5 separate regions of the Mus musculus genome follow, and all the other regions are linked to region 5. Evidence: chromatin contacts called from public promoter capture Hi-C data. All regions are on one chromosome and are shown on one strand. The core of a region is the stretch at or near the end of the contact, and the rest is flanking DNA. Distances in the headings are between cores, read along the strand shown.

What was found. Promoter capture Hi-C pulls out the DNA fragments that hold promoters and counts their contacts. Capture Hi-C pulls out chosen DNA fragments and counts their contacts.
Region 1: a contact with region 5 is called in a promoter capture Hi-C map of hematopoietic stem and progenitor cells, with 3 times the contacts expected there. The contact joins the promoter of Vkorc1l1 here to the promoter of Tmem248 in region 5. A contact is called at or near these places in 12 of 39 promoter capture datasets (the 3T3-L1 cell line, the C10 cell line, the HPC-7 cell line and 8 more), 2 of 484 Hi-C or Micro-C datasets (CD4 T cells and erythroblasts), 7 of 115 datasets of contacts at active chromatin or transcription factors (the 230-238 cell line, the SCID.adh cell line, effector CD8 T cells and 3 more) and 3 of 9 other capture datasets (adipose tissue, liver and pancreatic islet).
Region 2: a contact with region 5 is called in a promoter capture Hi-C map of liver. The contact joins the promoter of Nupr1l here to the promoter of Tmem248 in region 5. A contact is called at or near these places in 11 of 39 promoter capture datasets (the 3T3-L1 cell line, the C10 cell line, the HPC-7 cell line and 6 more), 1 of 15 datasets of contacts at CTCF or cohesin (the NIH/3T3 cell line), 6 of 484 Hi-C or Micro-C datasets (B cells, CD4 T cells, the G1E-ER4 cell line and 2 more), 4 of 115 datasets of contacts at active chromatin or transcription factors (the 230-238 cell line, bone marrow-derived macrophages, extraembryonic endoderm stem cells and 1 more) and 3 of 9 other capture datasets (adipose tissue, liver and pancreatic islet).
Region 3: a contact with region 5 is called in a promoter capture Hi-C map of liver. The contact joins the promoter of Cct6a here to the promoter of Tmem248 in region 5. A contact is called at or near these places in 6 of 39 promoter capture datasets (the 3T3-L1 cell line, the C10 cell line, embryonic stem cells and 3 more), 1 of 484 Hi-C or Micro-C datasets (B cells), 11 of 115 datasets of contacts at active chromatin or transcription factors (the 230-238 cell line, the SCID.adh cell line, bone marrow-derived macrophages and 6 more) and 3 of 9 other capture datasets (adipose tissue, liver and pancreatic islet).
Region 4: a contact with region 5 is called in a promoter capture Hi-C map of adipose tissue. The contact joins the promoter of Chchd2 here to the promoter of Tmem248 in region 5. A contact is called at or near these places in 10 of 39 promoter capture datasets (the 3T3-L1 cell line, 3T3-L1-derived adipocytes, the C10 cell line and 5 more), 1 of 15 datasets of contacts at CTCF or cohesin (the NIH/3T3 cell line), 7 of 484 Hi-C or Micro-C datasets (B cells, CD4 T cells, the G1E-ER4 cell line and 3 more), 7 of 115 datasets of contacts at active chromatin or transcription factors (the 230-238 cell line, bone marrow-derived macrophages, effector CD8 T cells and 4 more) and 4 of 9 other capture datasets (adipose tissue, liver, macrophages and 1 more).

Annotation. Positions count from the first base shown.
Region 1 is chr5:129,938,248-129,943,659 of GRCm38.p6, reverse strand. It overlaps Vkorc1l1 (vitamin K epoxide reductase complex, subunit 1-like 1), which reads right to left and starts at 1,551. Exons shown (of 3, transcript NM_027121.4): 1 at 1,295-1,551. The coding sequence starts at 1,488.
Region 2 is chr5:129,905,661-129,911,579 of GRCm38.p6, reverse strand. It overlaps Nupr1l (nuclear protein transcriptional regulator 1 like), which reads right to left and starts at 3,040. Exons shown (of 3, transcript NM_026916.3): 1 at 2,659-3,040; 2 at 634-682; 3 at 299-495. The coding sequence starts at 2,988. The coding sequence ends at 2,680. It also overlaps a transcript of Zbed5 not described here.
Region 3 is chr5:129,785,870-129,792,095 of GRCm38.p6, reverse strand. Cct6a (chaperonin containing Tcp1, subunit 6a (zeta)) reads right to left here and starts at 4,740. Exons shown (of 13, transcript NM_009838.2): 1 at 4,521-4,740; 2 at 3,799-3,862; 3 at 2,909-3,043; 4 at 2,106-2,279; 5 at 1,409-1,512; 6 at 516-626; 7 at 154-313; 8 at 1-76. The coding sequence starts at 4,657. It overlaps Psph (phosphoserine phosphatase), which reads left to right and starts at 4,843. Exons shown (of 8, transcript NM_133900.4): 1 at 4,843-5,141. It overlaps Gm23245 (a small nucleolar RNA gene), which reads right to left and starts at 2,557; the gene lies at 2,423-2,557.
Region 4 is chr5:129,883,542-129,889,214 of GRCm38.p6, reverse strand. Chchd2 (coiled-coil-helix-coiled-coil-helix domain containing 2) reads left to right here and starts at 1,745. Exons shown (of 4, transcript NM_024166.6): 1 at 1,745-2,017; 2 at 5,032-5,281. The coding sequence starts at 1,968.
Region 5 is chr5:130,217,750-130,223,993 of GRCm38.p6, reverse strand. Tmem248 (transmembrane protein 248) reads right to left here and starts at 1,659. Exons shown (of 7, transcript NM_027854.1): 1 at 1,422-1,659. It overlaps Gm6598 (a long non-coding RNA gene), which reads left to right and starts at 128. Exons shown (of 2, transcript XR_377119.4): 1 at 128-260; 2 at 1,966-2,276.

The DNA.
Region 1 (5,412 bases), core at 302-2,801, 280 kb after region 5:
AGCACGAGCTAGCCTAGCCTAGCTGGTCTATGAAAAGGGCTAAGTGGGAAAGATCAACAGCCTTAAGTTTGCAGATAAGAAACTCCAACCCTAGCTTCTTCAAATACTCCTCCACCAATATGGAGGGCAAAATAAACTAGTGAGCTATATACATTTGTGTCTCCCTAGCATTTATCAAAAGGAGGGAATGTAGTGAAATGTTAAGCACTGTTAACAAACATCAAAATATTAGGGGTAGGACTCTCTATTAAAATGTCAAACTATCTATTCTGCAATAATTCTTTTCACTTTTGCTGGTTTTGATGACTGCTATCAGTTTTTTAAAAAGCCTTTTTTAAAAGTGTAAAATACTTTTTTCTAAGAAAAAAAGCTAGCACACTACATAAAATGTTAACAGGAAAAAAAATCGATGGTATTTTCAAGAAACAAAAAATTGTTTAAATAAACCTGCTTAGCAAAGTTTCGTAAATCTAATCTCTTGCGGATTATTCCGCTAATACTAATCAGCAACATGTAAAAGTCATTCTAAGTCACCCACGGTGGTGCATGCTTGTATTTCCCTACTCAAAAGACTGAGGCAGGGGAATAGCTGTAGAGGTTATAGTCCGATGAGTTTCAGGCCAGTGTGGGTCACAACTCAGATCCTTTCATAAAATAACAGTCATCGTAGTACCTAAAATATCACTATACACAAGGTACTCATCGTTTACTCTAAACTTAAAGTAGACCCGAACTCTGGCCATTTTCCCCCTGCTGGGCACACTTCGTGAAATACACAAGGGAGAAAAATCCAAGAAATCAGATAGGGTTAAGTGCTGGTACCTTCCTCTTCCAGAGTAGGGTCAAATGCGTGTCTACCCGCAAATGTCACTGTCGCCTCCAGAAGGCTGCCAATTCTCCTTAACTCTGAGTACAAAGAGGCCTGAGCACCGAAAACACCTGTCCCGAACAACCCAGAGGATAGTGATAAAAGCCACCGGACATATAGCCCCGGGGTAGCAGAGGTCCCAAGACCCCGGGGATGAATGCTGGCTTCGCCGATCTCTGCATCGGGGGTCTTCACACGCCTCTCTCGGCGACAACAGGGAGAAAAGTCACACCGGCCAGGACGCGCCCGCGCCCTCCCGGCTGCACTGTGCCACCTCATCCCGGAGGCCTGCCCTCAGCCGCCGCCCCCCGGTCACCGCCGTCCGGGTCGCGGCCCGGGCCCCGCTCTCTCAGGCCGGAGCTCCCCGCGCGCTCCCCGCCCCCCGCCGCCGCCCGCGTCGCGCTCCCCTCACTCAAGCCGGGCTACCTGGAGGCCAGGGCGGCGGAGCACTTCACCCAGGGCCCCAGGTCGCAGAGGGCCCGGTGCTCCGGGTCCCTCTCCTTCTCCCGCTCCACGTGGTAGGCGTAGATGGAGAGCAGGATCCCGGCGGCGCACACTGCATACCGGGCCACCCGTTCCCAACGCGGCACCGACACTCTCAGCAGGACGGGCGCCGCCATCTTCCCCCCTCCGCCGCCGCCGCCGCCTCCCTCCGCCTCCACCTCAGACGCCGCCGCCCGTCGGGGCCCGACCCAGCCGCCGCCGCTGCCGCCACCGCCTCCGCCGCCGCCGCCGCCGCCGCCACCACCGCCGCGCCCCATTGGCTCGGTCGCCTCCTCCGGGCCCCGCCCCCACAGGCGCGCGGCCCAACCGCCCCGAGAGGAGTGAGGCGGACTGGGCGGGGAAGGCGCGCGCGGACACAGAGGGAGGGGCGGAGCGCGCAACCGCCAGGGAGGCGGTGCGGCGCATGCGGAGGGCGGGGTCTGAAAGAGGGAAGGGCTTGAGGAGGGGCGGAGCTTGACCAGAATTGGGGCGGAGCGAGAAAGCCGCTCATAAGTGTGGAGGGAGGAGGCGGAGCGCGCAACAGCGGGGAGGTGGTGCGGCGCATGCGGAGGGCGTGGCTGACGGTGGGCGTGGTTTGATTTTAAAGGGGCGGGTGGGAAAACCGCGCGCGGGCGGGGAAGAGGCGGAGGTTGTAAGCAGCCAGGGTTGCGTGGCGCAAGTGAAGGGTGGTGCTGAGAAATGGGGTTCGTTACACTGGAGGGCGCGGTCAGAAGGGAGGCGGAACAAGGTGGGGCGGGAGCGAAGGGAAGGGGCGGAGCGCAAAAACTCTGGTGTGCTGGATGGGGCAGGGGCGTGACCAGGAAGGATGAGGGGTGTGGCCTAGGAAAGGGGTGAGGCGAGAGGTGGTTTGGCTTAATCTTAGGGTCTGTTACAAGGGATCGATTTCAAAGATACTACTACAATGCTTGACTGGGCAAGCCCTTGGCTCCTGGTAGCAATCAGTTGCCTTTCTGCACACACACACATTTCCGTCGTTATCACTTGATATTTCTTATCCAATCCAAATTGTCCCTGACCAATGGCTCCAGAGCTCCAGAGACACGTTTGTGTGACATGATCTTCCCCAGGCACCACCTCCAGGCGTCTTGTGTTCAACATGTGAGAAACTTTTTTCTTAAATGCGCAAAACTATTTTTACATTTAAAAAAACCTATTTTTAAATGGGTTCATGAATACTTCTCTATAATTTGGATTTGATGTGGCTTTAACATAATCCATACTAAAAGGATAAAAATGAACTTTAAAAAAAAAGCTCAAAAACTTGGAAAAAGGGAAATCAGAAGAAAACGAAACGTGAGGAGGTCATAGAGGCTTGCAAAATTGTTAAAATTGAGCCATAACTGATTCTGAGCTTCCTTGCTGTCAAAACTGGACAGGAAAACCCATGTAAGGATATCTGTGTCTACAAAGAAACAAGCTGTTGATGGAGATTGCTAGCTTTTGCTTCAATGCAGCTCTTAGGCTTTGGGGGCATCACCTAGTGATTTTGATTAATAAGTAATGTTCTTCAATTAATTATACAATGTTGGATAACAAATCACCCCAATTTTTTGCAGCTTTAAGCAAGCTAATAAACTGGGTGTCTGTTTGTTTTGTTTGGGGTTTTTTTTTTTTCATTTTCTCTGCGTCAGGAATCTTCCGGCTCAGTCTCTCCACCTTTCCCTCTCTCTTTCTCTTCCTCTCTACCTTGGATCAAATTAAGATGTGAGGCATGGCTGTAGTCATCTCAAACCCTGAGAGTCCTCTTTCAGGTTCTCTCCTATGGCAGTGAGAAGGCTGCAGGTCCTCCCTGGGCAGTAACAACAGCTCCAATTTACACCTCCAGAAAACACAGCTGGCTTCCATCCCACCCACCCAAAGTAAGGGGTTGAAGAAAACAAGTTTTAGCTCAACAGTAGAATACTTGACTAATACATGTAAAGCTCTAGGTTAAACCTCCAAAAAAGGAGAGAGAGGGAAGAGATGGGGTCAGAGTCTCTAAAAAGGACATTATTGATTTGTGTGTGTGTTCACATATGTGTGGGTACAAAAAAAAAATCGCTGACTATAATCGTCCCTGACTTACCTCCTTGAGACAGAGTATCTCACTGAATCTGGAATCTGTGGTTTGCTTAGCTAGGCTGGCTGGCCAAGTACGGAGGATCCATCTGTCTCTGCCTCCAGTGCAAGAGTTACAAGTAAGGACAGCCACAGACAACCACATTAAATAGGAGGAGCCAAAGATTTGAACTTAGGTCCTCACACTGAGGCAGCAAGCATTTTTACCGAGCCATCTCTCCAGCTTGAGTCTTTTGTTATTCCGTGATCAGAAACGATAGCCTATGACTTTCATACATTCTGTTACTTAGAAGGTCGTCGCACCAGGTGGTGTCATCTGCGCCTCAAGACAAGCACCCATAAATGCCTATGACTGAAGCTCTGAGGGATCCAATGACCTCTTCCGACCTCCATGGCCCAGACACATATGTGCATCTCTCTCTGTCTCTGTCTCTGTCTCTGTCTCTGTCTCTCTCTCTCTCTCACACACACACACACACACACACACACACGTACACTTTCGTAATTTTAAAAAAGGAGAGTATTGGACTGGCAAGATGGTTCAGCAGATAGGCTCAGCGGGTAAGAGCACTAACTGTTCTTCCAAAGGTCCTGAGTTCAAATCCCAGCAACCACATGGTGGTTCACAACCATCCATAATGAGATCTGACTCCCTCTTCTGGCGCTTCTGGAGCATCTGAAGACAGCTACAGTGTACTTATGTATAATAATAAAAAATAAATCTTTTTTTAAAAAAAGGCAGGGGGGGAAGTATATAGGACTTAAGTTCATCTGCTTGCTACTCCAAAGCTAATACTTGAGAGAAAATTGGTTGAAAGAAAACAGATTTAAGAGCAGAAGATGGCTGGGCAGTGGTGGTGTACACCTTTAATCCCAGCATTTGGGAGGCAGAGGCAGGCGTATTTCTGAGTTCAAGGCCAGCCTGGTCTACAGAGTGAGTTCCAGCTACACAGAGAAACCCTCCTGTCTGGGGGGGCGGGGAGCAGAAGATGACTCAGTTCCCTGTGGAGATGGGGAGAACCACCTGAAGGGACTCAGGACCGCAAAGAGTTGTTTATAGGAAAGAGGGAAAGAGACAGTGGGACAGTAGGCAGAAAAGCTACAAAGATCAGAGTGCCTCTCTTACTGGGCACTCCCCAACTCCATACCACCTGGAAATTCTTAGGCAGACACACTGCCTCTCTACAGGTTAAATTCTATAAAGGACCAATCAGTCCCTCAAAGGAAGAAGAAAGAGCTATTTCCAAAAGCAGGAAGAGACAACCAAAGAGACAAGGCAGGAGACCGGGGCTGAAGCATAGTCTGTGGTAGAATGCTCGACTAGCAGACACAAGAATGGCAGGTGCTCCCAACCACACCTGACTGCCACTTCTGAGGTCCGTCTATTTTTCTTCTTTTTATTTTTTATTTTATTTATTTATTTTTTTTTTACTGAAGCTGGTTCCCTGATTCTTTTTTTTTTTTTAAGATTTATTTATTTATTATATGTAAGTACACTGTAACTGTCTTCAGACACTCCAGAAGAGGGCGTCAGATCTCATTACGGATGGTTGTGAGCCACCATGTGGTTGCTGGGATTTGAACTCTGGACCTTCAGAAGAGCAGTCGGGTGCTCTTACCCACTGAGCCATCTCACCAGCCCCATTTTTCTTCTTTTTAAATCAGGTCTCACACATCCTAGGCTGGCCTCAAACTCACCATATAGGTAAAAGTGACCTTGAAGTTCTGACTGTTCTCCTCCACCTACTGAGTGTTGGGATTATGGGTATACACCTCCGTACCCAATTTATGTAATTCTAGGGATTGAAGTGAGGGCTACCTGCACACTGAGAAAGTGTTCTGCAAACCGAGCCACCTTCTAAGCCCCAGGTCCCTGTTTTCTGACAAACTCGGCTTTCTATTCCAAAAGGTCTTCTTTTACTTCGAATCCTTAGTCCAATATTCTCATGTTTGTACAAAGAAAGAGACGGTTGCCGGCTCAA
Region 2 (5,919 bases), core at 1,791-4,290, 310 kb after region 5:
AGGCCTGGAACACATAAATCAGGCTATGCTGACTAGCCAGTGAGCCCGGGAATCTTCCTCTACCTCCCAAAGGGTAGCATTTTAAGTGTGGGCCAGCTTTTCAAAAACAGGGCTTTTAAGGATCGAACTCGGGTCCTTGGGCTTTTTGCTGCAATCACGTTAGCAAACCAATTACCTCCTGAGCTTGTGATCGCCTCTTTATATGTCAGAGCCCAGAGAGTTGTGAACTGGAGACCAGTTACCTCCACAGTAACTGGAGCTGGAGGAGGGGAGGGAGAAAAAGCCAGAAGAGTTAAAATACATTCTTGCTGTGCTCTTTTAATTGAAAAACCCTAAAAAAGGCATACACACCAGGAAACTACTTACTTAACAATTAATTAGTGAGGAAAAACACTAGAGCAGTAAACTTAAAACCCTGTCAAAAAGTCCAGGTGACCAGCACGGAGGATCTTGGTTACAGCTGGAAAAGAGTTTTTAACAGGTCTTTCAGGTTTCCTGTAGGAAATAAGATGGAGACAAAAATCAGTGATTTCCCCCAAGTCGTAGGAAGAGCACTAGACACTAGAAGGGGTTTGTTTTCTCTCCTCTGGAGATGAGGTGGTTCACTCTTGCTCGTGAGATTCTGAAACTCACAATAATGCCCAGGCAGGACTCCAACTCAAGATCCTCCTGTCTCAGGTTCCTGAGTGAAAGGAAAAGAGGTCATAGTCACTAGTAGGTTGTTTTGTTTATATCTACACATATATATTTATATAGAATTTGTTTATTTTATATATGAGTACACTTGCTGTCTTCAGACACACCAGAAGAGGGCATCCTATTACAGATGGTTGTGAGGCACCATGTGGTTGCTGATAATTGAACTCAGGAACACTGGAAGAGCAGTCAGTGCTCTTAACCGCTGAGCCATCTCTCCAGCCATATATAAAGATGGCGTCTGGCTGGCCTCCAGCTCTGGGACTAAGGATAAGCATAACCAGGAACTTCCATGAACCTCTATCTCCCGAATATTAAGATGAGGGTCCTATTTACAGAGTGCCAGTGATTAATCCCAGAGTCTTATGCTTACTAAGTGAAAACTATCAACTCAACTGTGCTCTCAGCCTCCCCTTTCCTGTCTCCTATAGGTCAGGCTGGCCCCATACTATGTAGCCAATGGTCTCGAACTTTTTTTTTTTTTCCTGAGACAGGGTTTCTCTGTGTAGCCCTGGATGTTTTGGAGCCCTTCAGTAGACCAGGCTGGCCTCAAACTCAGAAATCTGCCTGCCCCTGCCTCCCAAGTGCTGGGATTAAAGGTGTGCGCCACCACCGCCCAGCAATCTTGAACTTTTAAATGTCTTGTTCATTTTTATGTGTTTAAGTGCGCGTATGTCTGTGTGATATACATGCAGCGTCCTCACAGGGCAGAATAGGGTGTTGGATCCCCCTTGAACTTGAGCTATGGACGGTAACGAGGCATCTAATACAGGTGCGGGGATCCTAAAAGGCAAGAGCTGCAAGGGCTCTTAATGGCTGAGCCATCTCTCCAGCCTCTGACCTTGAACTTCTGACCCACTCTTTCACTTTGCTAGTTCAAAGAGGCATAGAGGTGGGCACTATCATGCCCAGTTTCTGTCTGCTGGCTTGCTGGGTTTTGGTTCTGTCAACTCGACATAAACTAGAGTCATCTGGAAAGATACCTCTATTGTAAGACTGGTCAGAGACAAGTCAGTGCGGGGATTTTTCTCAACGCTCAGCTCACTGTGGGCGGTATCACCCGGGGCTGATAGTCCTGGGAGGTACAAGAAAGGTAACTGAACATGAACCTCTGGGAACTGTGCTTCCGGTTCCTGCCTCTGGGTTCCTGCCCTGACTTCAGGAAGGGCTGTAAGCTTTAAGGTGAAACAACCCCTTTCCTGCCCAAGTTGCAAGCAAAAGTTCACGGTGTTTATTACAGCAATTGGAAGCAAACAAGGAGGAGGGGCAGTTTTGTTTTGGGACAGTGCCTCAAAGAGTGTTCCTGGTTGGCCTCCAATTCCAGCGGTCTCCTGAGCACAGAGGCTGGAGATGGATTACAGGTGTGAGCCACCCTGCCAAGATGGATTTCCTCGGACATTTCCCTATATTTCCAATGTAGACTTTTCTCACACAATTGCAAACTTCCAAACGGTGGAGACTTTCACCAGCAGCCGGGAAACCCCTGGGTCGGGGATCGGGAGCCAGCACAGTTATGATTAACGCTGGGAAGTCTCAGAAGCAGATGACAGGTGAATATGGTGGCCAGACCTGTCATCTCAGGACTAGAGAAGCTGAGGCTTGCTACACACCATGGAATCCTGGGCTACGGGCATCATCAATAAAACAAAACCACACAGCAGGGAATCATGGCCCATGCTTGAAACTTTAGCATTTTAAGGTAAACGCTGGAGGGGTGATGAGTTCGAGGTCAGTTTAGGAGACAGTGTCAGAAATGAGAAGAAAAGGAAAGGAAAAGAGAAGAGAGTAAAAAAAGAATTGGACATTGTGGCTCATGTCTTAGCATCCCAGCCCATCCATGGAAGCTGGATGCAGGACAATCTGGAGTCCAAGGTAATCCTCTGCTACACACTGAGTTCGAGGCCGACCTGAGATATACATTCTACTCCCTACCCAACACCAATGGGCTCCGCCTGCCCATACCCGCTCAAGCGTGGCGTGTGCTCAGGCCAGGCGTGTGCGCGGCCGCGGTTGCAGCTGGCGCTGGCGCCGCTTGCGCTGCCCGTTGAGCAGTATCTGCGCCACCTTGCGCTCGTGGCCGCCGGGCACCGGGTAGTTGGTGCGTAGCTGCTGCTCGCGCCGCGTCCGGCCCTTGCTGCGTCCAGCCCCAGAGGCCGGGAAGTCACGCAGGTAGTAGTAATCCAGGCAGTCGTACACCTCCTCTTCGAAGCCGACGGTGGGCAGCGCCTCCGGCGGCGGCGGGCGGGCTCGAGTCCTTGGGCCGGAGACAGAAGGACGAGTTGGAGGGTCCATCGCCGATGCGCTCCGCCCGCCGCCGCCGCTGGTCACTCCGCCGGAATGCCCCACCCAGTGCTCCTATTGGCTCCGCTGTAGGGAGCGCTCTGTGACCTCACAGGGGGCGTGGCTTCCATGCTTCTTTGTTCCAGATGCGGAATTGTGTTTCTTCGCGGGGTCCGAATTGTAAATAAGTATAATAAACCTGGTTTCGCTGGTTAAAACCTGAAGGGACGGAATTGGGGAATGTGACTCAGTAGAGTGCTAGCATGCACAAAGGCCTGGGTTCCATCCCCATCACTGTATAAGTCAGGTGTGGTTGTGCACACACCTATAATCCTAACACTGCGATAAAAGACGAGGAGCTCTGGCCAAATGAATTTGCTAGCCTAGTTTGGGTTCATTTGTGCAAAAAGAAAACTGGCTTGCTGAATTGCTTTAACTTTGTTCTTGTGACAAGAAAATTCTCTTCACGACATTACTATTTCATTGTTATAACCAAATGTTTGGCAATAATCTGTTTAGGGAAGGTTATTTTTTTGGCTCATCGTTTGAGAATACAATCAGCTAAGACACGGTGGGCAGGATCTTGAGGCTACTTATTCAATCTGCATTCGTCCATTAGGAAGCAAAGAAAGGGGAATTCTAGCATCTTGCTTGTGTTTTTTTTTTTTTTTTTTTTTTGGTACCCCCCCCCCTCCATTTTTATTCAAGTTCCCAGCCTACTGATGATGCAGCTACATTCAAGGTGGGTTGTCTCTCTCCAATCTATAATCTCTGGAAATTCCCTCAACAAATCTACACAAAGGCATGCTTCATAAGTTAAGAAGACAGACTTACTAAACATCACAAGTAGCATGTTAGAGCCAAGGGGCTGGAGAGGGTTTAGTGGTTATGATCTTGCAGAGGATCTGGGTTCTACTCCCAACACTCACATGGTAGCTCAAAACTGTCTACATCTCCAGTCCCAGGGGACCTGAAGCCCTTTTCTGGCTTCCTGGGGCATACATACAAGCAGGCAAAACACTCATTCACACAAATAAATGCATGTAAATGTAAAAGTAATGTGTGTGCACATGGATGTTGTGAGACCCTGGCTTAAAGCATTTCTCCCTGAAAGGTAAACCCCTAAAACATTTCCCCAAGCTTGTTTTCCCTGATCTTTAAAAATACAGCTAGAAAGAAGCTCTTTGTTCTCTATAGCCAGCAAAAGGCTTTTTTGTTTCTATACTGTACAACCAGAGATGCCGGCCTTCCTGTGCCGAGGACACAGAGATAAAAATTCAGAAAGAACTCACTCCCCACTCCTGTCTTGTCACCAAGGACACCCGGAAGAGAAGAACTCCTCCCAACTCCTCCCAATTCCTCAGCTAGCTGTTAAAAGCCCCCTACTGTCACCTCTGGGGTCGAACTCCCCTGCCCTGCGAGGCTCCAGGGGTTCGTCCTCAGCTAGCTGATAATAAAACCTCTTGCAGCTTGCATCAGGTGTGGTTTTCTCTCGGGATGGTGGGGTGTTGGCCAGTTCATCCCAGGACTTGAATGGAGGCCCAGCATCCGGGGCCTTACAATGTCAGAGGATAGTTTTTGGAAATCTATTCTCTCCTCCCACCCAGTGGGTCCTGTGGGTTGAACTCAAAACCTCAAGCTTGGTAACACCCACCTTTATCTGATGAACTATCTGAATGGCCCCCACATGATTGTTTTAAAGAAAGACAATCATTAATAGATCTCATCCTTAAAGCAACACGGATATCGGACTTAACAAAGTATCTTGAGGATTAATCCCAGGGTCTCAAACGTACTAAGCACTACCACTTTGCTAATCCTCAGGCCAACAAAGTTTATCAATTTATCAGTGTACAACAGTAATTTTAGCATTTAGGAAGAAGCAAAGGCAGGCAGGACTCTGTGAATTCAAGGCCAGCTTTGTTTACATAGTAAGCGCCAGGCCAGCAAGGACTACATAAATGAGCCTACCTCTCAAAACAAATAAACATAATGATGTTAGTTAGACTCAGTGGGGTCGTGGTGGTGGTGGTAGTAGTGCTAGTATAAGCCTGTAGTGCTAGCTCTCAAGTGGTTGACACAGAAGGGTTACCTCAAGTTCCAGGCTAGTCTGGACTGCAAGGTGAAATCTTGTTTCCAAAAAAAAAAAAAGGACAATCCTTCACACATATACTCAAACCCCAAGAATGCTGACTGACAAAACTAAAGTAAAACATGGACAGAGAGTTAAAGATGGAGCATACTTATAATCCCAGCACTCGGGAGGGAAAGGCAAGTGGATGTCTGTGAGTTCAAGGTCAGCCTGGTCTGGTCTAGAGAGTTCTAGGACATCCAGGGCTACACAGTGGAAGTCCTGTCTGGAAACAAAACAAAACAAAAACTAACAAACAACAAAAAGCTAAAGGAAGTCCAATGTATGAGCATCTGTGAGGTCCATGCCAGCCAGGACGACATGGGGAGGCTGTCTCAAAAACCGCAGTGACATGACACATGCCTGATGGCAAGGGAACAAGTTTAAGGTCATTCTTAGCTACATATCTTGAGACAAACAAGTCTTCCGAGATGGCTAAGTGAGGAAGTGCATTTATTGTTCAAGCATTGCTCAAGCATGCACACGCACGCGTGCGCACACACACAAATAATAAAAATAAAAACAGCTTTAGGGCTAGCAAGATGACTTAATAGATCTAGAAGCACTTCTATACAGATCTGATGACTGAGTTTCAACCCCAGATGGCATTAAGGTGGCAGGACACACACCCATACCCACATCAAACTTACTCGTTTACTCTAAGTGGTACTTTGATTTGAATGCAGCCCCCAAGAGCTTTCCTCAGAGCTATACACACAGATGCACAAGTACACACACTCACATACAACTCACTCATTTACTGTTTATGGTAGTTAAAGTCTCTCAGTAGAAGTTTGACTTTTTGTTGTTTT
Region 3 (6,226 bases), core at 3,491-5,990, 430 kb after region 5:
TGTTTCTCCTCTTGGCTCTGCGCAGAGCTACGATCCCTTCTTTCGCAAGGGCATCTAAGGAAAAGGGGTCAATCCCCTGAATAAAGACAAACATTTCTCAGCAGCCTTCACCTTAAAAAGGAATAAGACTAATTCACAATTTTAAGTTCTTACCTTTTGATTAATAACGACAAATCCTTTATCTGAGTCACCACAGACTTTCTTTTTCAGCTCTATGATTTTTTTAACTCTATCTTCAATGAATTTTCTTTCAGCCTTTACTAGTTTTTCTCTCTCTTCTGCACTCTTGTAAAAAAACCCAGAATTCACTTCTCTATTAAAAAAAATAAAAGACAAAGGAGATTTCCATGTTATCTTAGTTTTTTTAAGGGGCTTATATCAGGCTAAACACATTCCAACCAAGTGCTGTACCAGTGGGCTCCACATAACCCAAGCCCCCATGTTTGCATTACTGTCCTCACAGTGGGGAAAAAGAATGTCACCTTCCTCCACCCTGAAGAGGGCCATACACTCACGTTTTCTCATACTCTAAGGACACGTTGCAAGTGAGGATGTAGGCATTTTCCACTCTCTTCTTCATATCAGGATGCCGAGCTCCATGATCCAAAACAAGCCCTCTGATTAAGCTATAAAATAAAGTCAAATAATTGTTAGTACTAATTTTTATATACATCCACTAGATTGTGAAATTGTTCAACAACTTTTCAGTTAAACCTAAGGTCAAATGTGAAAAAGGAGTGCTCTATGACACAAGACAGGCCACCCAAACAAAAATAACAAGCTTGCACATCTACTACCAGCAGGCTATCACTTTATGTTTTCAGGGCTGGAGAGATGGCTCAGAGGTTAAGAGTACTAGCCATTCTTCCAGAGGTCCTGTGTTCAATTCCCAGCAACTACATGGTAGCTGACAACCATCTTTAATGGGATTTCATGCCCTCTTTTGGCTTGCAGATGTACATACAGATAGAGCACTCACACATAAAATAAACAAAGCTTTAAAAAAACAGTATTCAAACTAGTATCTTTTTTTTTTTTTTTTTTTTAAAGATTTATTTATTTATATTACATATACATTGTATAGTACACTGTAGCTGTCTTCAGACACTCCAGAAGAGGGAGTCAGATCTCATTACGGATGGTTGTGAGCCACCATGTGGTTGCTGGGATTTGAACTCCGGACCTTCGGAAGAGCAGTCGGGTGCTCTTACCCACTGAGCCATCTCACCAGCCCTCAAACCTAGTATCTTGAAGGGAGTTTTTCCTTCTGCGTACTGTACACAAGCAGATCAATACTTGTTCATTGATGTGGTCAGAACCATACCACAAACCCAGCCTCACCCTCCTTCATTTCCAGAGTGCATGCTACTTACAGCAAATGCCACAAAGCGGTCGGTCTCTTACCTACCTTGTATCTGTCTCAGATTTATGCTTCATCTCCATGATCTCAACCATGAAGAGGTCAATGGGCTCGTCCTTTTTCCTAATGGCCAAGATGGAGTCCACTACAGCCTATGAGAGAACCGTTAATAAATTCAGTGTGTACAGGCTGATACACTTTAGCTGTTGTTCAGAAGAGTGTAAAAGGTGTAAGAAAGAACCCTAAAACCCTAACTGTAACAGGAGTGCTATTTTATGGTGGCGCAGGCCTCCAATCTCAGCCCTATTTCAAACCCACCTTTCCCTCAAAATGGTTAACCACACCTTGTAACAATTCACGCTGTACCGTGAACTAGCAGGTGAGTTCCAAAGTCCCCCAAAGTATTAGAGAAGAATGTTAATCAGCCCCATTAGACTGGAACTCATACCAAACTACCAGTTCCCTTAAATGTGCAAAGGGGGTGGGGGGAGGAATGGAAGCAAAACCACGGGACTAGAGACTTCTTCCAACAGTGCAAATTTTCCTTCCTAAGCCTGGCCAGTTAACAATCCCTTCTTTCCATGTTGAAGACAGATTAGATCATTACTGCCTAGGGAAAACTCTAACCCCTTCCTCTAGACAGCATCCCTGTGAAGAGCCTATGTGTGCAACACTTACAACAGGTTTTTACTAAGACTTTCCCCATGCACTGTACCACATGCGCCCAACTATGCTTAATACACACCTCTGTCAAGACATCTGCAAGTTCAGCATGAACTTTAGTCCGCAGAGATGTCCTCGCCACATCGATGAGTGTTTCTCTGTCCATCTCTTTGCTTACTTTGACTTGTTCCAGAAATTGGAGTGCCTTTTCTTTTGCCGCTTCAAAACCTTCAGTTATTATTCTTGGGTGAAGACCCTATAATCCAAACAGTGATAAACCCACTGCCAACACTTGCAGCTTCAACTAGACACCACTAACACTAAGTCCAGTAACGTCTGAAGCGACACTCTGAGTCATTCATACTTACTACAATTAATTAATTGTAATTAATTAATTAATGGTGTGCTGACTTTCTGAATACATTGAAAAGGACACAGTACTCCTTTTAATGCAGAGGAAAAGAACAGACTTTACTCTAGCACAGAGTCAAGGCCAAGGGAACTACAGAGCACACTTGGGTGTTCACTGTGCAATCCACGAAAACTGGCTCCTAAAACTTTGCTGTAAGAGCTTGCTTCTTCTCTTGTCTACAGGACATCTGAAACTAATTCACATCATTTTGAGATCAGAGAATAGGCTCAGTAGGAGCAGTAACAGGCAGACAGACCTCCTGTGAGTCTGAGGCTAGCAGGTAAATGATAAACATGTAATCATTTACATACAGTCGGCAGGTTTTTTTCACTCATTTCAGACCAGGTTACAGACAGGCACAGGCTCCCAGAGCTAAGCAGCCCGACCATTCCACAGTGTGCCCTCAGCTAGCTTCACATCACTGTGTACCAATAGCCCACCAAACAGAGCACAGAAGCAAGAAGCATACATACTTCAGAAATGTACAGGTCCGCCTGTTTGAGCAGCTCCCCGATGATGAGGACATTGGATGTAGTGCCATCGCCAGTTATGTCATCCTGGGCTGTAGCCACTTTTGCTATCAAAGAGGCTGTTGGGTGTTGAATTTGCTGTAGGTAGAAAAAGAACTATTTAAATGACTTAAACCATTACCTAGGGTACAACATGGACAGGCTTCTTTCAATGCCTTCCACTAAGACTGCACAGTACTGCTGGCTACATTTTGCTTGGATTTCAAGCCATCCCCTTTACTAGGGTTTGAACTATAGGACCTGAAAGTGAGGGAAATGGGTAGTTGGGTCAATTTAATATGATCCCTGGGACAAAAATAATAACTATAAGACAGCCCGGTGTGAGAGGCATAGCTTTAATCCCAGTTTGAGGCCAAGCAGGGCTGCACAGTGAGATTTATCTTAAACAAACAAAAGTAAGATTTTCATTTCTCCTGCAGTTGAGTGGAAAGATGAGCATTTATTTTTTGGTTTTCTTTCCCATTGCCCTGTTTTTGAGACAAGGTCTCACTATGCTTATGTAGCTCTACCTGGTTTTGAACTCAAGAGATCTGGCTGAGTGCCGGGATTATAGCTATGTGGTACAATATTTAGCTAAAGTAGAGATAACAATATTCTTTTATACAATTTTTTATTTTAGCCCAGACTACAAAGTAGACCCCCCCAAAACAAACAAAAAACCCAAGGATCCAAACACATGTGTCACATTTGACAGAGTTCCTCACCCACTAAAGCACTTCCTATATTTCTGCCTGAAAGACATGATGACCTGATGAAGAATTTTATTCACCTCAAATGGAGCAAGAGGTCAAAAAAAAAAATTTTTTTTTAAACCCAGCCCGGCAGCCTCTTACCATTTCATGAAGCAGCACATTGCCATCTTTAGTAAGTTTGATGTCTCCAGCACCAGATACAAGCCTGCCAAATGGGAAGGAATTGATGAGCAAGGATGTGACTTTTTCTAATTAAAACAAAACAAGTAAGAATTCCACAAAGCAGCCAAGGGGAGGTAATGTATATCCCCCATCCCCTCTTGAAGGCAAGTGAATCACAGGGAGTTCCAGACAAGCCGTAACTTATCAGTCAGACCCGATCTCAACTAAATACATAAAGAAAATTCCCACAAAAAAGAATGAGGTGTAAAGGGAACCAAAGGAGGCTATGAAATATACGACTCCAAAGCAACCGCAATTTGAGGAACGGATACGAGAGGCGAGAAAAGAGAGTGAATTAAGACTAATTAAAAAAAAATCCAAGCGCTATGTCTCAGTGAACTTTATTCATTTGCTAGCTAACGAGGTAACAAAAACAGATCCCCTGAAATTTGGACTTTACTCCTACATCCCAGTAAACTCGGGGCCCGGGGCTGGGTTCGGGAAGGTTGCACACGCCACTCTCTTCCTCTATAAGAAATAGGTGCAAATGCCAACCCCGAAAGGCGCGGATTCGGGGGGTTTGGATGGGATGCAGCCCAGACATGGGAGAAAGAAAACGCTAGCGCGAAGGCCTGGAGGCAGCGACTCGAGTTTGCGGCCATCGAGCCGCCAGGCCCGCCCTCCCGCCAGCCCGGGCTTACATCTTCATGGTGCCCTTAGGCCCCAAGTTGGTCCTCAGAACATCCTGCAGGCCCCGAGCCGCGCTGATGTTCACCGCCAGCGCTGCCTGGGCCCGGGCCACCTCGGCCTTCGGATTTAGGGTCTTTACCGCCGCCATGGCTGGCCTAGCTCCGGGAGAGGCCGAGAACAACGTGCTCTCTGCGGGGTCTTCTCGAAAAGTCTTACGCACCCGGCCCGCCCCCGGCGTGCCCACAGAGCACCTCCATTGGGTGGCGACCCTCCTGCCGCCCGCTGATTGGCTTAATCCAACGCTGGTCTCTCTAAGACCCGCCCACCACGCCCAGTTGCGACGTCATTGCGCATCTGAGAAACTGGTTCTCCCGTCATCGGCACTCTGGATCTTAAGGTTCCGTTGTGCTCGCCCCCCAGCGTCACGGTTCGGCGCTTTTAAGAGTTTGCAGCGTGGAGGCTGCGCGGCTCCGCGGTGCAGGAAAAGCCCTGCAGGTCGTGTGTGAGGGATGCTTCGGCCTCTGCACTCGACTGGGTGTGACAGGAAGCAGAGGCGTCGGCCTCTAGTTGCAGGGTGTCTCTAGCTACTGGACTCCGGGATGCTTCCCTCACACTCTCGCGAGATTTCCCAGGTTCATTTTTTTTTTTTCCTTGCCTGTTTTATCCGTAAATTGGGGAGCACAGAAAATGGAGCCTTCCCCTGTACCCTGGTCGTTTTAAGACCCCGGAGGTTGACGGGAGGACTACGCTAGGTAGAAAGTACTAGATGGCTTTAGGAGTGGTGCGATGGGCGTTGAGGAGACTCAGGATCAGTCTGTTCTTAGGGCCCAGGTCATTGAGGCAGCTTGAAAACTAAAATGGATTTTGTTTTAATTTTTTTAAAATAATGAAACAAATAGTAATCCTTGTTTCATTCTATGTCCCAGCTAGACCACGAACTGTCTAACACGGACTGGTATTCTAACTCGTAGCAGTCCTGCTTCAACTTCCAAAGTGGTATGAGCTACTAAGCCTGCTAAAAACTAACAACTAATGGCTGGACAGTGGTGCCCAGTCTTTGAAAGCATTCTTTTAAACATTTTTTTAAAAAGAAAATAATATTAAGCGTATAAGTGTTTTTCCTGTCTGTATGTTGAGCACTTAACATATAGATACGTACTGAATTTTTAAACATGTATATGAATATGAATCACTTCTCCACACAGATGACAACTCGTAATGCCATTGGACGTATTCCACTGAGCTATATATACTGAAGGCTTTGCCATTTTGATAGGAAAGAAAAATTCTTATTCTTCTACTATACAGAGCCAGGCATAGTCACAACACGGGAGGCAAGCAGATCTCTGTGAGTTCAAGGCCAGCCTGGTCTGCATAGCAAGTTCCAGGCCAGCCGTGGCTACATAGGAAGACCCTGTCTAAAGAAAACAGAACTATAGGGTATGTAGCTCAGAGGATGAGTGCCGGTTTAACCGGTACAAAGGTCCTGAATACAGGAAATTTAAAAAGGAAAGAGAAACAACCAGTCACATGGCTGACATTTAGTTATTCCCAAACCTCTGCTCTTCTGGCTGCAGTAAGTATGCTAGTGTAATGTTTTCAAGTGGAGTTGTAGGTTTGAAAACCACAAAAGCTGTGCAGATGATAACGAGGCATGAAGAAGACTCGTGTTTACTTAATATAAAAGTCCTTAAAACATTAGCCAAGAATATATTGG
Region 4 (5,673 bases), core at 496-2,995, 330 kb after region 5:
TGCTGAGATTAAAGGCGTGTGCCACCACCACCCGGCTATGAGTAACGGTCTTGATGCAAACTGCAAGAGGTTTATTCGGGAAAGACCAGTGCACTGGGGACGACTTGTATCCCACGCAGGGGTAGAGGAGTTGAACATGAGCTCAAGGGGTGAGGGGTTTAGGGGTTTATAAAGGCAAAAACCGAAAACACCTGGCAAAAACTGCAAACACCTGGCATCCTGGAACAATGGGGCAAGTTCTCTATTTTTCACTCTCTCTCAAGATCTTTCATGGTTTTCCTCTGGACAGACAGGTGCACATCCTTGGGACAGGCTGATAACTCTTTGACTTCCATTGTCCTTGTCACAGATAGTTCCCCAGGGGTAACAGAGCTGAAAATGGTTTTCACGGACTGTCACCAGTGATCGCTTTCCCACTGCCACAGAACAACTATGATAAGATCTCCTTTCATACACAGTGCCTGACAAGGTGGCAGAGGAAAACTCTTCCCCCATTCCCCTGGGCATTTGGTGGGGAGGAGAGTCCCCTGTTTCTCCATCAGATGGCCTACTGCTACTCTGTAGGACTATATGACCTCATGGGCAATGTGTAGGAATGGTCTTCATCCACATTACGAGGACAAGAGTGTTTTCCAGGAAGCATCATGGATTGACACTGCAGATATCTCTGCCAATCAATGGGCTCAGGTCACCAACATCCTCTGTGGTGAGAGCTTATGGGACCACAAGCCTCTGTGGCCACAGTTGAGGAGACTTCTAGATTCAATGATTCTCAACTTTCCTAATGCTGCAACCCTTTTATACAGTTCTGGATACTGGAATGTGGGCATCTCTGCATTTGAGCAGTCTTACGTGGAAAAGAGCAGTAACTCAGTCCCTAAATCACAGTCTGAAACCCACAGGTTGAGGACAACAGCTTTAGAGGCCTGTTCTTTGATATGCAGATGATCTTACTGGCTAGTATTAAGTCAGGATGGTCTTCTTTTATTATGGAAATAGCGCTTAATTGAAGACGAGCCTTGGTAAATATGAGCAGAAAATTTCTCTGCAACAGAAACTTGAATTATGTACAGAATTTTCTTTCTCATAGTTTCTTTTTTTTTTAAGATTTATTTATTTATTATATGTAAGTACACTGTAGTTGTCTTCAGACACACCAGAAGAGGGTGTCAAATCTCGTTATGGGTGGTTGTGAGCCACTTTGTGGTTGCTGGGATTTGAACTCCGGATCTTTTGAAGAGCAGTCAGTGCTCTTCTCCGCTGAGCCATCTCATCAGCCCCTTTTTCATAGTTTCTAATAAGCTCGGCTAGTTCACTATCTTCCAGACATGTTGGGAGCAGAGCTCCTTTAGCGAAATTCTGCTTATGTAATTTAATATTTCCAAACACGTTTATTAGTAAATTCTTTATAACAGAAAAACAGAGTTTTTCCTGCGTGACCAGTACTAGGAGGCTGAGACGTGAGAACAGCGAGATCCAAGGCAACATCCGTTACCGGAGGCATTGTCCCAAAACAAAACAGAGAAGGGTTAAGTAAACAGCCCAAGAGCAGACCCCAGTAAGCCCCTAATCCAGTTTACTTGAGAGGCTAAGGCAGGAGACAGTGAAAATCAAGGTCAGTCAGGTTGTGGAGTAGGCCAGCCGGCCATCGGAAGCAAAAACCTAACCTCCACCATTGAATCGGAGGACAAAATTTGAGAGTGCAACCCCAGGAACTTCCGGTTAGCCTTAGCTCCTCCTCGCCAACTTCGTAACTTCCGGGCCTAGGACGCTGAGTCCAGGCTCTGCCCATTACTGATATCTCCTTTGTCCAATAACCTTTAGCGCCCGAGCTTTTCCTGATTTCTTATTGGTTGCCCGGTGAGGTACCGCCTCCACCCTTCCTCTCTCCTTGGTAGAAATTGCTGGACGCTTCTGTACGTTTCGCAGTTTGTCTTCGCTGATCGGTGAGACTTCGAGCAGTTAGGATGCCGCGTGGAAGCCGAAGCCGCACTTCCCGGGTGACTCCTCCGGCCAGGTGAGACCCTCGGGGCCGGGAACCGAGCGCGGGCCGCCAGGGCAAGGTTCTGTAGCCTGAGGGCTGCGAAGGCGACCGGTGAAGAGACGGAGCGAGCGGTCGGGAAGGGATCCGCTGGTGGGGCGGACTTCCTGAGAACAGGGACATGGTCGGTGCACTCGGGGAGAGGACTCTGAAACGTGACCTTTTCCCTAGACAGGCTGGGGGAAGGGCTGTCGAGGGCGTAGTATACAAGGAGGCGAGGAAAGAAAGATGCGTGGTAAACTCTTGGCCAGGGGTGGGGGTGGGGTGGTTTTTGTATTTTCTTTGTTCTACTCACTGCGTTTTTGAGTCTCAGGTTAGCCTTGAACTTTATGGCCTCGCTTGGCCTTCCTTGATTTTCCTGACTCCGCTTCCTTAGGGCTGGGATTGCCGGCTTTAAAGATTTTCTTTTCTTTTATTTATTTATTTTTTTAAGGAAAAAGAAACAAAGAAAATTGCGGGCTGTGTGTAGAGGGCCGAAAATTTAAAGCTATGTCTTTCCATCACTTGGGTCCAAGATGTCTACCATTTTGTGGTAAACGATCTATTGAGCTACCTTGCCGGCCGACCTAAAAAACAAATAGGAAATTGTTGACACCCCTCCCCCCAGTCCAGATTCTGAGGTCCCTCCTTGGGGTAATAAAATCGTAGAAAACTAAAATTGTGCTCATACTGGGAGTGAACCTCGGGAGTGCATGTTGTAGCGCATGCGTCATCTGTCATCAAGATAGTCCCTTGTGCCTCCTTCTCCCGGAAGGCAAGCGGGGGTTGCAACCAGTTCAAGGCTAGCAAGGCTACCCATAGAGAGATTCCTGTCCAGAACCCCCCCAAAAATATGAGTCAAAGTTGCAGCTCAGGCAGGTCACTTTCCCTAGATTTTTCTTTTTGGATTGGCGTGGTGGTTTGTTGTTTCCTTGAAAGGGGTTTTCACTATGGCCCTGGCTGGCCTTGAACTCCAAAGAGGCTGCCCGCCTCTGCCTCCCAAGGACTGGGATTAAAGGTATGGGCTACCAGACCTTGCCCACGGCACCCTAACCCGGCCCCCACTTTTTTTTTTTTTTTTAAGATTTTTTTTTTCTTAGTTTATTTTATGGGCTGGCGAGATGGCTCAGCAGGTAAGAGCACTGACTGTTCTTTGGAAGGTCCTGAGTTCAAGTCCTGGCAATCACATGGTGGCTCACAACCATCTGTAATGAGGTCAGATGCCCTCTTCTGGGGTGTCTGAAGACAGCTACAGTGTACTTATGTATAAAATAAATCTTTAAAAATTTTTATTTTATGTATATGAGGAGTACACAGGTGGTTGTGAGCCACCATGTGGTTGCTGGGAATTGAACTCAGGACCTTTAGAAGAGCAGTCTGTGCTCTTAACTCCTGAGCCATCTCTCCAGCCCAAACCTTTCTTGATTTATTTATTTATTTTTGAGGCAGGATTTTTCTGTGCAGCTCTGGCTGTCCTGGAACTCACTCTGTAGACCAGGCTGGCCTCGAACTCAGAAATCCGCCTGCCTCTGCCTCCCAAGTGCTGGTTAAGTTCAGCCCTTTCTAACTGGGTAAAATGAAGGCATTGGACTGCATTCCTAATATCACCTCATGACTTTTAGATTTTGTTGACTTGTGACTGTCTTTCTCCATTGTCAACACTGGTTCTAAATCCTTCTTCTAAATGGCCTTGTTCACTAACTGAATAGCCGGGATGGCCAGTGTATTTATGCCTCTGTGTGTGCTGGAGAACCTCGGTACCTGTGTGAAGGTCCAAGGGCACCTTATTGGGGTTGGTTGTTTCTTTCCACCTTCTGGGTTCCAGGAGTCAACCAACCTCAAGGTGTCAAGCATCCTTCTCCAGTGAGTCTTTGACCAGCCGCCTGTCCTCCTTCCAGCTCTAAATCTTAATTCAGATGTTCACTAGGTTAGTCCTTGACTGTCCTCAATTTTTTTTTACATGGCAACACCTGTCTGATATTTCTGAAACTGATAGACCAATAAAAGGAAAGCTGTTTGCTCATTCTGTTTTTGTTTTTTTTTTTTGAAACAGGGTTTCTCTGTGTAGCCCTGGCTGTCCTGGAACTCACTCTGTAGACCAGGCTGGCCTTGACTCAGAAATCCGCCTGCCTCTGCCTCCCAAGTGTTTGCTCATTCTATAGCTTCTAATGCCTCGGAGCTCAGAGAGGTCCAACTGTCATTTAAATAAATCAATCCTTTGGGGAACTTTCTAACTTTAATTGTCCATGAGTGGACATATGCAAATGAATGGGCACTAGAGCCTTGGAAACTCAGAGGGGTCAGATGACCTGGCCCTGAGTTTCCACGTTACTGCTTCCTGAGTGTGCACTACCACGCCTAACTGTATGACAGCATTGCTCACCATTTTGAGACAAGGGTATTGATTGTTAGGTTGGCCTTAAAAATCACTGTATAGAGCAAGGATGAGAGTAGATATGCCAAACTGTACTGTGCTGTACAGTGAAAAGTCCACAGACCTCAGCCTTACATAAAGAATACAGCAACTTGGGCTGGAGAGATGACTCAGAGGTTAGGAGCACTGCTCTTCCAGAGGTCCTGAGTTCAAATCCCAGCAACCACATGGGGACTCACAACCATCTCTAATGAGATCTGATGCCCTCTTCTGTTGTGTGTGAAGACAGCTACAATGTACTCACATAGATGAAATGAATAAATAAATAAATATTAAAAAAGAATACAGCAACTAATTCGGAAGCAGGAGCACACCAAGCGGTCAGCAATGTACAGAAATGTGTGTGTGCCCACAGGTATGCATCTAATAAAGATGATGAAAAAGGAGGCTATCAGTTTGAAAATAGATCAAGGAAGGGTATTTGGGAGAGGGTTAAAGTAGAAATAAGTCACTGTATGGTGAAGATGGCCCAGATCTGGTTTTTCTACCTATGTGCCTCTGAACCTGGCCCATTTGGTCTCTTGAGTAGATTGCAAAGCCATTTGTCTGGGACCTGAGGAGTTTTGTTCTTTTCCAGCCGGGCCCCTCAGATGAGGGCTGCTCCCCGAAGAGCACCTGCAGCTCAGCCTCCAGCAGCAGCTGCGCCATCTGCAGTTGGCTCACCTGCCGCTGCGCCCCGGCAGCCAGGCCTGATGGCCCAGATGGCTACCACCGCGGCCGGTGTGGCTGTGGGCTCTGCAGTGGGACACACCCTGGGTCACGCCATCACTGGGGGCTTCAGCGGAGGTGGCAGTGCTGAGCCCGCAAAGCCCGACATCACTTACCAGGTGAGCTTTGGGGCAGCTTCTCCTTTCTGAGATGAGTTGGCAGCTGGCGAGCATCTTTTATGAATAAGCATTTACTCTGATACCATGAGGACCTGAGTTCAAATCCTATGAGCCCACAAAAAAATCAGGCATAGCCATACATAACTGTAACCACATGCATTGTGGGGTGGAGACAGGCAGTTTCCACAGCAGGGCCAGCCGGCCTGCTGAGATGAAATTAGTTTCTGGTTCAGTGAGAGGTTCTGTCTCCAGGAAATAAAAGAGAGTGGTTGAGGGTATGTTTGGTCTATCTCCCCTTGGGCACATCTGTCCACACACTCATGGGAGCATCACACACAAAGCCACATAGAGTGGTCCGAGTTACAACAGGAGTTCAGCCTAGGTTACTGTAC
Region 5 (6,244 bases), core at 410-2,909:
AGGAGAGCACTAGATGAGAGAGGGAAGAAGGGTCAAAAGGAAACACGAAGCTTTAAAACCATGGGCTCCTGAGAATGTTCAGACAAGGCAACGACAGAAGCCTGGGAAAATACGAGTTCCAGAACTGTGACATGGCTTCAGGTTATTTCCATTATGTTAAACTCACAGCTCTGGATTCTCTGCATCAGAACTAAAGCTGTGTGTCTTACAGTATGTGGAAATCCTCCCGTGATTTGTTGTATTATACAACTATGGGACAGGTAAGAAATCACCCCCCTGTCCCAGTATTGACTAGCCTTGCCACCAGGCTACCACTACTCTGTGAACAGGGCCTGGTACCACACAGCTAACAACACCCCAATATGAGGCTGAGGCAGGAGGATCACAACTTCAAGCTACACAGAGAGTTGGAGGCCAGCCTGAACTACACAGTGGACCTGTCTTTAAAAAAAAAAAAAAATTATGTTTTAGCCGGGCTTAACCGGCATGGCAGTGCACACCTGCCAACGGCAGCACTAGGGAGTCTAAGAGAATCAAGGTCAGCCTCGACTGAGTCGTGGGTTTGGACTATCTAAGGCTGCAGGAGACCCCAGACTCCAGGATTCAGATTAAAACCAAAACAATACCGTTATTACACTGTGAAACCTTGGCAGTGTGGCCCACGCCTATATCTCTGAACTACGGAGTCTGAATCGGGAAGATCGGTGTTGAAGGTGGGTCTTGTCTACATAGGGAAATCCTAGCCAGTTAAGGCTGCATTAAACCCTCTTTTGGATACATTTTTGACAACCCAAAGTCAAGTCACAAATCTAAAACTGAACACACACACACACTCACACTCACTCTCTCACTCTCACTCTCTCTCTCTCTCTCTCTCTCTCTCTCTCTCTGTCACACACACACACACACACACACACACACACACACACACACACACACAGAGAAGTTGGAAAGATGGCTACGGGGTTAAGAATACCTGCTATTCCTGAGGACCAGAGTTAAGTTCTCAGCAACCCCATCATCAGGCAGCTACCAATGGAGTGTAACTCTGGGTCTAAGGACACAACGCCCTCTTCTGGAGTCGGTGGGTATTTGCGCTCACGTGCGCAGACAAGATAATACAAACACATCATGTAAATAATTTTCCAAAACAATCATTTTTTTTTCTAAAACTTGCAAAGGATGCTAGTAGGTCCACGCAGCCTTATTCAGCCGACCTATACAAGCCTTGACTGAGGGAGCAGGACTCCGCAGGCCTCGGGAGGATGGAACAGGACCGGGTCAGCTAATAGAGGAGTGAACGGAGCTGGGGTGGCTGGGAGAGCCTGCGCACCGATCCGCCCAGCACGCCGTGGGCCCCGGGTTCAGGGTCCCCGGTCCCGGCCCATGCGCCCGCGATTACGACCCCGTCTCCTACTCACCGCCCCGCAGACTGGCGGCTCGAGCCCGCGGACGCCCGCGGCCTGGCCCTGTTCACTCGCGGCGGCGCGCGGCGGGCCCCGGGCTGCCCCGCACCATCCTCTCCGCCGCTCCGGAGACAGCGAGCGGCTCCTCGGGGCCGAAGCGACGACCCGAAGCCAGGCCAGAGCGCGCCAACGGGACGCCGGCTCCGCGCGCTGCGAACGCCGGGCTTTCCGGGTGAAGGCAGAAAACCACGTCACCACTAACGCCGCCGTGACCTCTGACCCCGCCCGCGCGCGACGGCGGCGCGGAAGGGACAGAATTGCTCCGGGGCGAGCGGCGGGTGGGGTCGGGGTTAGGAGGAGAAGCAGACTGTCTTCGTTTTGCAAATGGGAAAAGCATACACGGAGCTGCCTGAAATTTATCACTCGCATTCGCGAACTGCCGTGAGCTTGCTCGGTTCCGTCCCGAAGTGCTTCTGCAGGTCTTGGTGTGTATGGCGTGAGATAGTAAAGAGGACACGATTTTCGTTTATTTTTGTTGGAATTTTTTGTTTTGACACAGGGGTCTCGTGGATGGCAAGAGCTGGCTTCCTGTTCTCTCTGGAGCCCAATGAGGAGCCAACTACCTTAGTCATGGTGTTTGAGCACACTAATACCACCCTCCTCTCTGTAGACGGGACTCTAGGATCCACTGGATGGGAATCTGTCGCGTTTCTGGACAACAGGACAATTCATTTCAAGCCATGTCTCAGTCCCCAAGGACCTAGCTGACCTTAGAAGCAGCAAAATATTATCCTTTTTAAATTCCTCTAACCACATTAATACTGACCTTTGTACATGATTATTGAAAACCCAGGAGATCAGTTACACTTATCCATTTGTCTGGTCTTGACTTTTTTTGTTGTTCTTTAAAGACACGGTTGCTGGGCAGTGGGAAGGTTGTCCTTTGATCCCAGCATTCAAGAGTCAGAGGCAGATAGATCTTTGCATTTGAGGCCAGCCTGGTCTGCAGAATGAGTTCCAGGAAGCTGGGGCTAAACAAAGCCTGTCTTGAAAAAAAAAAAAAAAACCAAACCAACCAACAAACAAAAGAGATAAGGTCTTTCAATCCATCCCTGGCTGACTTAAAACTCACTATGTGACCCAAGCTGGTCTCAAACTCAAAGATCCATAAGTGCTGGGATTAAAGGTGTGCCATGAGACATGAGAACATTTGTGAGAATTTTCTCCTTAGGTAAAGACTATGCGATGTTTATCCCCTTTTCCTAAGGTCTCGGTGACAAACCAAAGTTCCCCCTGGAATGCCAGTAAATGTATCTGGCTTACTTACAGAGCATAGGCAAGAGGTTACTGCCAGCAGGGTGAGTGACCTCAAAGCAACTACACTGGAAAGTCCTCACCCAGAATGGATGATGGCTTCCCATAGAATGTGTAAGTGGAACTCTGATGCTTGTCTCCTCCAGAACCTCAAAGCCAAATAGTTCCAGGGAAATCGTATAGAAGACATCTGCATGTGTATGTCTGTGTGTGCACAGCATGTGTGTGCTCTCATTCCAGACAATGAGCTACCACTGCTATGCTTTTGGTTTTGAATAAGTGCAAGGAGCAGGTAGAAAGGCAGAAATACACAGTAAAACGTGATCAAATCGATGTCTATGACATCAAGCAGAACTCAGATAAGGAAGGCCTTAAACCTAGGAGGCTGGAGAAGCTGCTGAGAGGTTTTTTTAGACAGAGTGTCTTCTGTACTCTTTACAAGGGCTGACTGACAACAGTTCTTGTTATTTTTATTTAGTGCTTATAATCTAGCAAATATTGAAGTGGACTGAATGAAAATGGACCCCATCGGCCCATATGCTTGAATGCTTGGTCCCTAGTTAGAGGAACTGTTTGGGAAGGATTTAGGAGGTGTGGCCTTGTTGAAGGAGCTGTGTCACTGGGAGTGATTTTGAGGTTTCAAAAGTCCCTGCCAGGCCCACTATCTTCTCGTCTCTCCCTACTTGCTGCCTATAGATCAAGAGGTAAATCTCTCAGCTACTGCCTCAGCACCCTGCCTGTCTGCTTCCCTCCATGGTGATCATGAACTGACCCTCTGAAACTGTAAGCAAGCCCCCAATTAAAGACCTTCTTTTATAAGAGATTTCCTGGTCCTGGTGTCTCTCCACAGCAACAGAACAGTAACTAAGATAAATATAGACCACAGAAAAATGGCTTAAAAGAGAGAGGAAAAAAAAATCAGAATGGGATGACATCATCTTGTTCATTTTTGGTAGCCTGTTTATGTCACTGTCACTAACTCCCAGGTTGCAAGGAAATCTGGAGACGGGGTAAATAACAAGCTTGGAATAAAAGGAGTCTTAAGAGGGAGGCAGAATATTCTATCTCAAAGAAAAACAGGCTTAGAGACGGTGGAGCCAAAGGAGCAGACGTCAGGACCCAGCCAAGCCAAGCATGGTGGCTCGTGGGAGAATCCCTGGGGATTCAGAGTAAGTCCAATGCTGAGCTGTTATTAGAGGCAACTGCATACAAAGACACTGTGTGGTCATCAAACCCTGACGGAAATCGACTTATGAGAAAATGGGATGTTTAATTGATTATTATCAGGGAAAACAAAGATGAGGAAGTACAGGAAGAAAAAAAAAATCGCATGGGAACAGAAAAGCCATCTTACCTACAAGGTCGTCTGTTGTAAAGATCACTTCTGGCTGTCCTTAGAGGGTCAGAGTGCCCTTAGACATGAGTCTCCTTCGCAGAAGAGGCTATATAACATATAAACAGAAAAGCCTTAAGGCATAGCATGGTGCATCTTCCTTGAGCTGGAAAGCCTGCTGTACAGGCTACTTCCTTCTGTCCTGTGCCAGGAGTCAGGGTGCTCTGAAGATACAGAACGTGTCTCTTCCTCAGACAAGGCTGTTGGCAAAACCTAAGGGAGGGAGGGACTTCTTGCACGTGATAGCCAACCCCAGTCCAATTCCCACTTAGTGGGGGGGTTCTTCACACTCTTGAACTCAAATGCTCTGTCTGCTGCACCCTGGTAACCTCTCTGGGTGGTGTCCTGGGTTAGGTCCTTTTCATGAACAGGCAGGTTGGTACAGTCACCCAATCAGAGCTGGCTGAAAGCTGTGGGAGGTGACCATGGACACCTGTGGAACTATGGATCCAGACCTTGCATTCACTTCAGGCCGGAAGCACGTTTCACCCTTATCCAATCTCCAGCATAACCCAAGCGCGACCATGCACTTATTTTTTTTTTTTTTAACAGTCCGGTCATCCCCGTCCCAGTCTGCCCTCTGATAGTTCTTCCTCCCCCATCTCCAAAAGAATGTCCCCACCCCGAGCCCCACCCCATCATGCATTTTTTACCTTCATCTGTGTGTACAATTTCCTTGGATACCCTGATACTTTTTGCTTTGCATGCCTTTAATCCCAGCACTCTAGGGACCAAGGCAGGCAGAGATCTCTGTGAGTTCAAGGCTAGCCTGGTCTCACTATGGAGTGAGCTTCAGGACAGCCACAGCCTCAAAAACACAAAACAAAACCAACCAGCCAAAAAGCAAGATGGTGTATGGAATACTGGCCTTCAGCGAGCTAACTACCTTTGATAGGGATAAAATAAAACCCTCACAATTCCAATATACATTTTTTTACTTTAAACCTGGTCAGCATATACAGACTTTCCAAGTTTTATAAACAGAATTTGCTATTATGGTAAGCGACTGGGACTGTTTTAAGAGAGTGAGCTTAATCAATCTCTGGAAAAGGGCCCTAAGACAAAGAAATCATACCTCCATACCTCTCTTTAGCATGGCTTAAGGTAAGCCTGACTTCTGCGGGGTGGCCCCTTGGCCAGGTAATTGACCAGGCCCATCTGGAATGTTAGGTCCACCCAGGCTGGAGATTATGTTCTCTAGACCAGAAGTTTTGTCTTAACAAGCCTCACCTACTATTGTAATGTTGTTTCCTCCTCGGAAGAGCTAACCTGTTATGACTGTCCTCAGAGCCAAGCAACTTGCTGTGTTTAAGAACTCAGCTGTGCCCCGCCCTTGGGAAATAGCACTCCAGATGGGCTTGTAAATTTACACCCCACCCTAACACACACAAACACTCACACACATACACTCACACCAGGGAAGAACAGAGGGTGTAGCATTCAGCTCAGCTGACACTTGACCTTAACCAGGAACGATGAGGGAATGAACAGAGGATAGGCACAAGTACAGAAAAGCTGGAGTCAGGAGGCACACACGAATGCGCTCGCATGCACACATGCAGGAATCCACACACATGCACACACTGGGGAAGAACAGAGCGGGCAGCATTCAATGTAGCTGGGGCTTGGCTAGGAACAAACAGGCAAGGAAGAAAAGCTAAGGCACATGCATGTACAAAAAAAGCTGGAGTCAGGTGAGCTGTGGGCACTCTGATGGAGTGGTCTCAACTACAGCAACGACTCAGAACCTCAGCACCTTCATCGTGGACAGAACAGAAGGCGGCTTTAGCTAGTCTCAGGTGTCTATAGTCAAACAGTCTTCAGCCATAAACATCTGGGAGAATGAAGATGCAGTTGCTATGAGCCTAACCGGTCCTTCACAAGTATACATCTTTGCACACCGTCCACATTCACACTAAAGGGAAGGCTTTGCCAAATTCCCATCATCAACTTTTGTACACAGTCACTCAGAGCTCTCGTCAGTTCCCCACATGAGGTCTTGTGTTGGGGCTACATCTTTGTGGTTATGGGAGCCCCCATCCTTACTGGATAAGGCTTTCCAGGTGTGGCTGGTGATGGGAGGAGTGTCCACACCCTGTAACTAACCCCGCACTTTCCTGTAAGGAAGCCC